Linked DNA regions of Mus musculus: region 1 is linked to region 2. The links are chromatin contacts, called in public promoter capture Hi-C maps. All regions are on one chromosome and are shown on one strand. Each heading gives the region's core, a stretch centred on a gene start, on an enhancer-like site or on the middle of the called end of the contact. The rest is flanking DNA. Distances are from core to core; before and after follow the strand shown. Region 1 overlaps Ttll11 (tubulin tyrosine ligase-like family, member 11). Region 2 holds the start of 4930402F06Rik (RIKEN cDNA 4930402F06 gene).

Region 1 (3,898 bases), core at 477-2,976, 530 kb after region 2:
CTTCGACTGAAACCTTACAACAGAAATTTGCATAGCTGTTTAGTTCCAGCTGCGAGTTTTATGAAAACCCAACCCCACAGAGTTGCAGATCAGAATGCAGGCACTTTGTGATATTCTGGTCTTCTCAAGCCTTTAGGAACAGTGAAACACAGTGAGGTGGCTTGCCCAGTATCCCACAGTCAGTGAAGACATAGAGGGGACTTGCACCCTGGTCCCTTGGACTCTGGCTCACTGTTTCATTTCAGGTTAAATGAGGCCATAAGAGCTTTCCTTGACTTGCCTGTCTCCCATACTTCACATCCTTTATTACCCTGATTTGCACAGTGCCTGTGTTGAGCTCATTTCAGACTGCCCCATCTATCTCCTTTGGACCATCCATCAGCAGTGTCTTAGTTAGGGTTTCTATTGCTGATAAAGCACCATGACCAACGGCAGCTTGGGGAGGAAAGGGTTTATTTGATCTTACAGCTTGTAGTCTATTCATCCTGGGACGTCAGGTCAGAAACCCAGAGGCAAGGGCTGGTGCAGAGGGCATGGAGGAACACTACTTATGGATCTCCTCCTCCTGGCTTGGACAGCCTGCTTTATTATGCCCCTCAGGATCGCCTGTCCAGGGGCAGCACCACATCAATCAATAATCAAATAGTGCCCTACAGATTTGCTAACAGGCCAATCTCACAGGGGCATTTCCTCAATTGATGACTCTAGCTTGTGTCAAGTTCATATAAAACTAACCAGGACACTCAGTGCCCTCCACTGAAAGCAAAGATTCATTCTTTGGATACTGGGTATTAAAAAAATCACCCAGTAAATGTCTGCTAAGACTAAGGGAAAACAGGCCTGAGTCCAGTGTGTGTCCAAGTCCTGGCTACATGTCATCAGAAGCCAAGGGATGCTGGGAAGTTACTCAACATTCAGAACCTTAGCTTCCTCCCATGTAAAGAATGAGAACATGATTTCATGGAAAGACAGATCAGAACCTCAACTTCTCAAGTGAAAGAAAGATGGATGGATGGATGGATGGATGGATGGATGGATAGATGGATGGATAGATGGGTAAGCATATGGATGGATGGATGGATGGATGGATGGATGGATGGATAGATGGATGGATAGATGGGTAAGCATATGGATGGATGGATGGATGGATGGATGGATGGATGGATGGATAAGCGGATGGATGGATGGATGGATGGATGGATGGATGGATAAGCATATGGATGGATGGATGGATGGATGAATGTGTGGATGGACAGATGGATGCATGGACAGATGAATGGATGGGTAAGCAAAAGGATGGAGGGATGAGTGGGTAGATGGATGGATATGAATGGATGGATGCTCATCCTCCCAGCCTAGAAACCCAAGAGCAAGGACATTTCCAACCTGTTTTGTAGCTTTAGCACTTGGTACTAGGTAGGTCTCAGGAAATGCCTGCCTACCACAAGGTCTCGGTACATGTGCACAGTGGAAGTTACATATGCCTGTTTACATATACAAGAGCACAAGCCGACCACTCCAACCTCTCATCTCTGCTTTTACAAGTGGCAGGTGATGGGAGCAGCCAACGCCAAATGAAGATTAAAAACAGGCCTGTGTGAAAAGCCCAAAGTAGGCAGTGCAGGCAGCATGAGTCCGGTGCCAGCTGACGCTTGGGCTAAGGCATGGGACAGGCAGACTTTCTCACGTCCAGAGAGGAGCAGCAACTTGAGCTGGAGATGATGTCATCACCCTAGGAAATGCACCAGCTGGTGAGCAAGGGACACAGGGACAGCATGCGCCATTTCACTGGGAGGAGGATGGCAATCTATTTTTGGAAATAAGAAGAGAAAAGTTGAAGCAGATGGAGAGAGAGGAAGCCATGCCTTTGGATCATCTGATTCTTCTGACATCTGGTTCCCCTCGCTTCTGTCTCCAGTCTTTTACTCACTGGACACTGCCGCCATGGGCCCCAGCCTCTAAGGATGTTGTGTGCCAAAAGCAGATGACATCCCATTGTTTATGTCCACTCCCTCCTGCTGTAGAAGGGAAAGAGGCACGTGACCAGGTAGAGGCTGAGACAAGACCTGGGCAGGGTGGCCAGTGAGTGACTACCTGGGCCTCTCGCTGGATGGAAGTATTTTGGTAAGTCTCCTCTGGCCCAAGTGTGTTGTACATTCTTGGGAGGCAGGTCAAGTCATGCTGACCAGACAGGCCAACTTCAATGGCTAACCTCCCAAGAGATAAAACCTTTCAATTAGACCAATGTACTTGACTGTCTACTGTGTGCTGATGATCAGTCAGACCCATCAGACCTCCTAGTAGGACAAAGAGAGAAGGAAACGTAGTCATACGTATCGTAAAGAAAACAGCTCAATGCCCTAGACATGGGCAGCAGAGCAGGCGTGGTAGAGAAAGAAAAGGCTTGCCCGGAGTTTAAAGAATTATCAAAGTTGAGCCAGGTGGAGAGGAACATGCCTGGCCATTGGAAGGTAGGAGGGCCAAGTTCAAAGCCATCTTCAGCTACCTAACAAATTCAAGGCCAGCCTTCTTCATGAGACCCTGTTTCAAAACAACATGAAGATAGAAAGGAAAACAAGAATTAACATCAGTCCTGTGAAATAAGACAGCGTTGGGGACTGAAGGAGACATGAAGGATGAAGTCCACAGGTCTAGGCAAAAACATGCCACAAAGAGCGATCGAGGAGCCGATACCTAAAACCCCAGCACGGTGCTGTAGAAATCACCCAGTCGGTCAAGTGCTTGACTTGTAAGCGGGGAGACTTGAATTCAACCCCTAGAATTCAGTTTTTAAAAATGGGCACAGAGGGCCCACATGACATGTGATGTCAGCACCAGGGAGGCAGAGGCAGATGTTTCTTTGGAGCTTGTTAGCCAGCCTGCCCTGGTTGGTCAGTGAGAAACTGCACCCCACAAAGGCAGATGTGCCTGACTGATGACACTGAGGTTGCCCTCTGACCTATACATGTATGTTCATGGGTGTGTGTGAGCACATACACACACAGTAGGCCACAAAGTACTGAAGAAGCGGGGGTTGGGACTGTGGAGGTGAGGCTGCAGGGGTCGGTAGGACAAGTTTAAACTTACTACCTAGTGGGGCCTCCCAGCCAGGCAGATCAGAATACTGTCTCCATGAAGGAAAATGTTCTGGCTTCACTCATGGCTGTGGTAAAACACCCCTGGCAACATGGCGGGTGGGGGTCGGGAGACGACGGTGTTTTGGGCTACAGTTCCAGGCCATATTCTACCTCTGCAGGGATGTCTCCTGGGCACAGCACATTCAAAGTCAGAAGCAGAGAGATATCTGAATGCATGCCTGCTTGCTTACTAGTGCTCAGTTGGTGTTCTCTTCTCTTGTTCAGTTCAGGATCCCCAGGCCCAGGGAATGGTACCTCCCACGGTGGGCTTGGTCTTCCCACATCAGTGAAGGCAACCAAGATTGTTCCCCACCAGCATGCCCACAGGTCAACCTGAGGTAGACAATTCTTCACTAAAACTTTCTTCTTGGGTGAGTCTTGTGTCAACTTGACAGTTAAAGCCAACCGTCACAGGCAGCTGTGCAAATAAGTCACCAAAGGGTTGTAGGACAAGAGAAAGGATTTGGTTATTTCCTGCCTTTACTCTGACCCAGTGGAGAGCACTGCTTTCTTTCTGTTTTGTCTTCTCAAACAAAGTGCTTGTCTCCACCCTGAGGCGCTGAGTCCTCAGAGCTAACTTAGGACTAACTGTGGGGAAATGGAAGCTCTCAAGCTCCATGGAGCCCTCTGAGAAGCTGCAAGACATTATTGAGCAGGTTTTGGCTTTATTCTCTAAAAGTAAAGTAAAAAAAAAAAAAAACTTTGCTGAGAAATACAAACTCTTTCACCATAATAAATGCTGTTTTGATAACAAAACTGTA
Region 2 (4,206 bases), core at 1,558-4,057:
TACAAGAAGCCTACAGAACTCCAAATAGACTGGACCAGAAAAGAAATTCTTCCTATCATATAATAATGAAAACACCAAATGCACTTAAAAAAAAAAAGAAAGAATATTAAAAGCAGTAAGGGAAAAAAGTCAAGTAACATATAAAGGCAGACCTATTAGAATTACACCAGACTTCTCAACAGAGACTATGAAAGCTAGAAGATCCTGGGCAGATGTCATACAGACCCTAAGAGAACACAAATGCCAGCCCAGGCTACAATATCCAGCAAAACTCTCAATTACCATAGATGGAGAAACCAAGATATTCCATAACAAAACCAAATTTACACAGTATCTTTCCAAAAATCCAGCCCTACAAAGGATAATAGATGGAAAACATCAATACAAGAAGGGAAACTACACCCTACAAAAAGCAAGAATAATCTTTCAACAAACCCACACAAACATAATTTCACCTCTAACAACAAAAATAACCGGAAGTAACGATCACTTTTCCTTAATATCTCAATATGAAAATTAATATTACCAGCATATCCTAATTGATTAAAATTCAAAAATATGAGGAATTAGAAATTTGTGGGCTGTTATGCAGTGGTCTCTCTAATTTGGTAATTGGAGAAATAGGTCCAATATTGTACAATTCATATACATTTTCTGCTTGTTTGTAAGTGACAGTGTCTTGCTGTGTACTGAATAATGGTCTTGAAATCGAGCTTCCCCTATCTCAGCCTCTCTATTAGGAGGATTGTTTACTTGATATTTTTACACTATGCTATTGTTTTCAGAACAGCATACATATTTGAAAATAATTTATACAGCCAAAAGAAACAGAGGCAATTAATTTGGGAGGTGGCTTGTAGGAGAACAACAAAGGGTGAGATTGAATGTTTTCCTTGATATTTACAATTATTGTATCAATTTTGAAGAAGAGGACCTTATAAGTTACTCTTTTTTCTGAGATGAATACTTTTCAAAATCATCACAGCCAATGAATCAGTATTTTACCCTCACCTCATGTCTGTGCCACCCTCCAAGCAGAACCATGGCTCACTGAAACAGTTGATGAATGGCTTCGTGGATAGACCATCTTAATACACACACCATTTCTTAAATGAATGTGACCTGTTCCCTGTGGGCTGAGAATGATGACAATCACTCAAATCAAATAGCTTTGAACATAGCAGGAAATCTGTATCCAAATAATCGTGCCTACAATTCATTCCTTGGCGCAGCAGAACTGTCAACTCTTAGCTTAGCTACTATGGAGGTAAAATCCTTTGATGATGTGAGGGACATTGAAGTACAGCCTTATTACAATGAACTCCAATGTTTAAAACTTGTTCTTATTTAGGGTTTGTACCACAGTAAGCCAAGATTTTAAAGCTCTACTAAAAATAAAACAAACAAACAAACAAACAAACAAAAATCTACTTATCTACTTTATGTTCATTTAATAACATGTCCATCATTCTTATGATTGGTATAGAAATATATATTGTGTTGAATATCATAAAAAATTAGTTGAATTAAAAAAAAAAAGAAGTCTAGCTGGGATTGGAGAGATGGCTCGGCAGTTAAGAAACACTAGCTGTTCTTCCAGAGGTCCTGAATTCAATTCCAGCAGCAACAAGATGTCTCACAAACATTTGTAATAAGATCTGATGTTCTCTCTGTCATGTACACACACATGCAAATGCATCACTTATATACATAAATGAATAAATCTTTTTAAAAAATGTTTATCATGTGTATATATCTGGTTTCATAGATAAAGTGGAATGGGCCAGCAAGATGGCTCAGTGAGTGAGGGTGCTTGCTGCTAAGTCTGAGGACCTGAGTTCAGTCACTGAGACCTACATAGTAAAACAACAGAACTGATTCCCTCAAGTTGTCCTATGACCTCTAAAGGGGACCTCCACACAAATAAGATATAACAAATTTAATAAAGCAGAAAATGGAGCAGAAATCAAATTTAACCCAAAATTTCCAAATTCAATTTAGAAGAAAATGATTAATAGAGAAATTTAAGAACTTTAACAAATGCCAAACCAAAACCAAAACAAAACAAAACAGAAACAGAAACAACAACAACAACAACAACAAAAAACCCAAAACCCAAACCAAAAAAGACAACATCAAAATAAAAGCCATGCACAAAAAGCAAATTGTTCTAATGGCAGTCATTTCCAAGGTCCCAAGACTAACAGTCCCACAGGAAAGTTTTAAAACCCCCGATGTCAAGCCTACACCAAGACAACTGAACAGCAGCAATCTTTGGATGGGATCCAGATGTGAATATTCTCAATCCAGGAAATTCCAAGATGCAGCCAATTGTAAATTGTGAATAAATGTTGTGTCCCTTGCCACTAAGAAAGACAAAAACTCCGTTGGGCTGCCTGTGGATTCTGGAGACGGTGTTCCACCACAGGGAGTGTCCGACTGTCTCCTGTCCACCTGATAAATATACAAAGCAGTAAGCTGCCCAAGAAACCCTGGAGGAGGTCGTCAAGTGGTCGCCGCTACTGGGATGCTTTCTTACCCAATGGATGCTGATGACCAGTGTCACCTATAAAGTTGAGTAGCCCAGAGAGGGGTGGGACAGGTTGTTGAAGGCTATAGCTCCCCTTGATAGAGCAGTTGAAGCAAGGGCCACTGAATTCCAGATCACTTCTTGGTGTGTGTTGTGTTGCTACCACCAAAATACCGAAGCTGGGTGCTTTACAAAAAGAAAAAAAAATGTTCCTCCAGCTCCAGATGTCCCAGAATCCATTCAGTTTCTGTTGAAAACCATGTGGCAGTCAGCCAGAGGCACTGTGTGGAGCGGAGCATGGGTTTGAGTGGTGGAGGGGAGCTGCCAGGCTTGCTAACAACCATGTCACAGAAGCCCATCTCCAGAGCGACAGCTCACTCATAGAAAAGCATTAATCCCTAGTCAATGCCTAACACAGCACTATCCACTGGAACCAAACCTCAGTGTGAACTCCACGGGGAGAACCACATCTCAACCATACCACACCTACAAACAGTAGCACCCTTGGCGCACATAAGCAATGTGTCTCTCCTCTAAGTCAGCGTTAAGATTCCCTCCTACTTCCCTTATGCCTTCTTTATTAACTGTGGTATATGTAGGGTTGATTTCTACCTGTTTATTTGATAAACTGCACAGTACACCTACAGCACCACTAAGCTATAGAGCTAGTTCCATTTATATGAAGGATCAATAGCATTTATACAAATGACGCTGCCTTTAATAGCACCAAAAAGAATGTTTTCATCACTCCAGAAACTGGTTCTCTTTGGAACTCCTGCCCCCTGGTGTCCACGAGAGGGAACTGCTTTGTCTTAGCTCTGGTTTCTAGGGAGGAAGTGGAGCTTTAGAGTTTCCCACACAGGCAAACAGATAAATCTGTTAGTGAACTCTGAAAGAGTGTAATTCCAGCCGCTCCAAGATTGCCACGAATGACATTTCTTGAGATGGGGTGAAGTTTGCCACCCTGTGCAAGTGTGAATCACTTAGCAGTGCCCTTGTATCCACCCACTACATGCCAGTAGCACCCACACTCACGATCCAGTTAGGACAAGCAAAAAAAAAAAAAAAAAAAAAAATGCAAATGCAGCCACTGTCATTGCCAAGTGGCTGCGAGGGCTGGAAGGGAGATGTGAGCTGAGAGCCGCTGATGTGCTGCTGTGGGGAGACAAGGAGGCCAGGACTTACTGCCCTGCGAGCAGCACGGAACCCTGTTGGCCATGGCACTGGCATAGAGCCTCAACCTGAACCCAAGCTGAAACCCCGAGGTCGCAGCTTGTGAACCACAGGGAAAAGGTTCTGTCTGCTGGACCACAGATGGAAATGCTAGTAGCAGGGATGTGAGAGAGCTGGTCCCATCTCCAGTCGAGAAGCAGAGAGATGCTGATGCTCTGCCTGCCTTCTCCTTTGTATTCAGTCTGGGACCCCACATTGACTGGTGCCATCCAGTTAGAATGAGCCTTGTTACCTCTGTCCACCCAACCTAGCAACTCCCTTGTAGACAAGCCCGATGTCTGTTACACTGGGAGGGAGTGGGGAGCATGCCTAGGCTGGAAAGATGGCTCAGCTGATAATGTGTCTGCCACGTGAACACTAATCTGATCCCAGAGAACGCCCATAAACTGTCTAGGTGTGAGGGCATGCCACTGGAACTCCAGGGCTGCTGTTGTGAAGACTGC

What was found. Promoter capture Hi-C pulls out the DNA fragments that hold promoters and counts their contacts.
Region 1: a promoter capture Hi-C map of neural stem cells shows a contact between it and region 2. The contact joins the enhancer-like site here to the promoter of 4930402F06Rik in region 2. A contact is called at or near these places in 21 of 39 promoter capture datasets (the 3T3-L1 cell line, 3T3-L1-derived adipocytes, the C10 cell line and 13 more), 2 of 15 datasets of contacts at CTCF or cohesin (embryonic stem cells and large pre-B cells), 4 of 484 Hi-C or Micro-C datasets (the G1E-ER4 cell line, the N1E-115 cell line, cerebellum and 1 more) and 2 of 9 other capture datasets (adipose tissue and liver).

Annotation. Positions count from the first base shown.
Region 1 is chr2:35,926,620-35,930,517 of GRCm38.p6, forward strand. All of the region lies in intron 3 of Ttll11 (tubulin tyrosine ligase-like family, member 11), which reads right to left. Among named protein-coding and RNA genes, the nearest start is that of Gm35396, 45 kb to the left of the region's middle. Within about 2 kb of position 1,727, at least 12 of the 459 cell types and tissues checked have an H3K27ac peak or open chromatin away from gene starts, as enhancers often do. A contact at or near this core is called in neural stem cells, where this site is marked.
Region 2 is chr2:35,394,367-35,398,572 of GRCm38.p6, forward strand. It overlaps 4930402F06Rik (RIKEN cDNA 4930402F06 gene), which reads right to left and starts at 2,808. Exons shown (of 6, transcript NM_001080709.2): 1 at 2,540-2,808.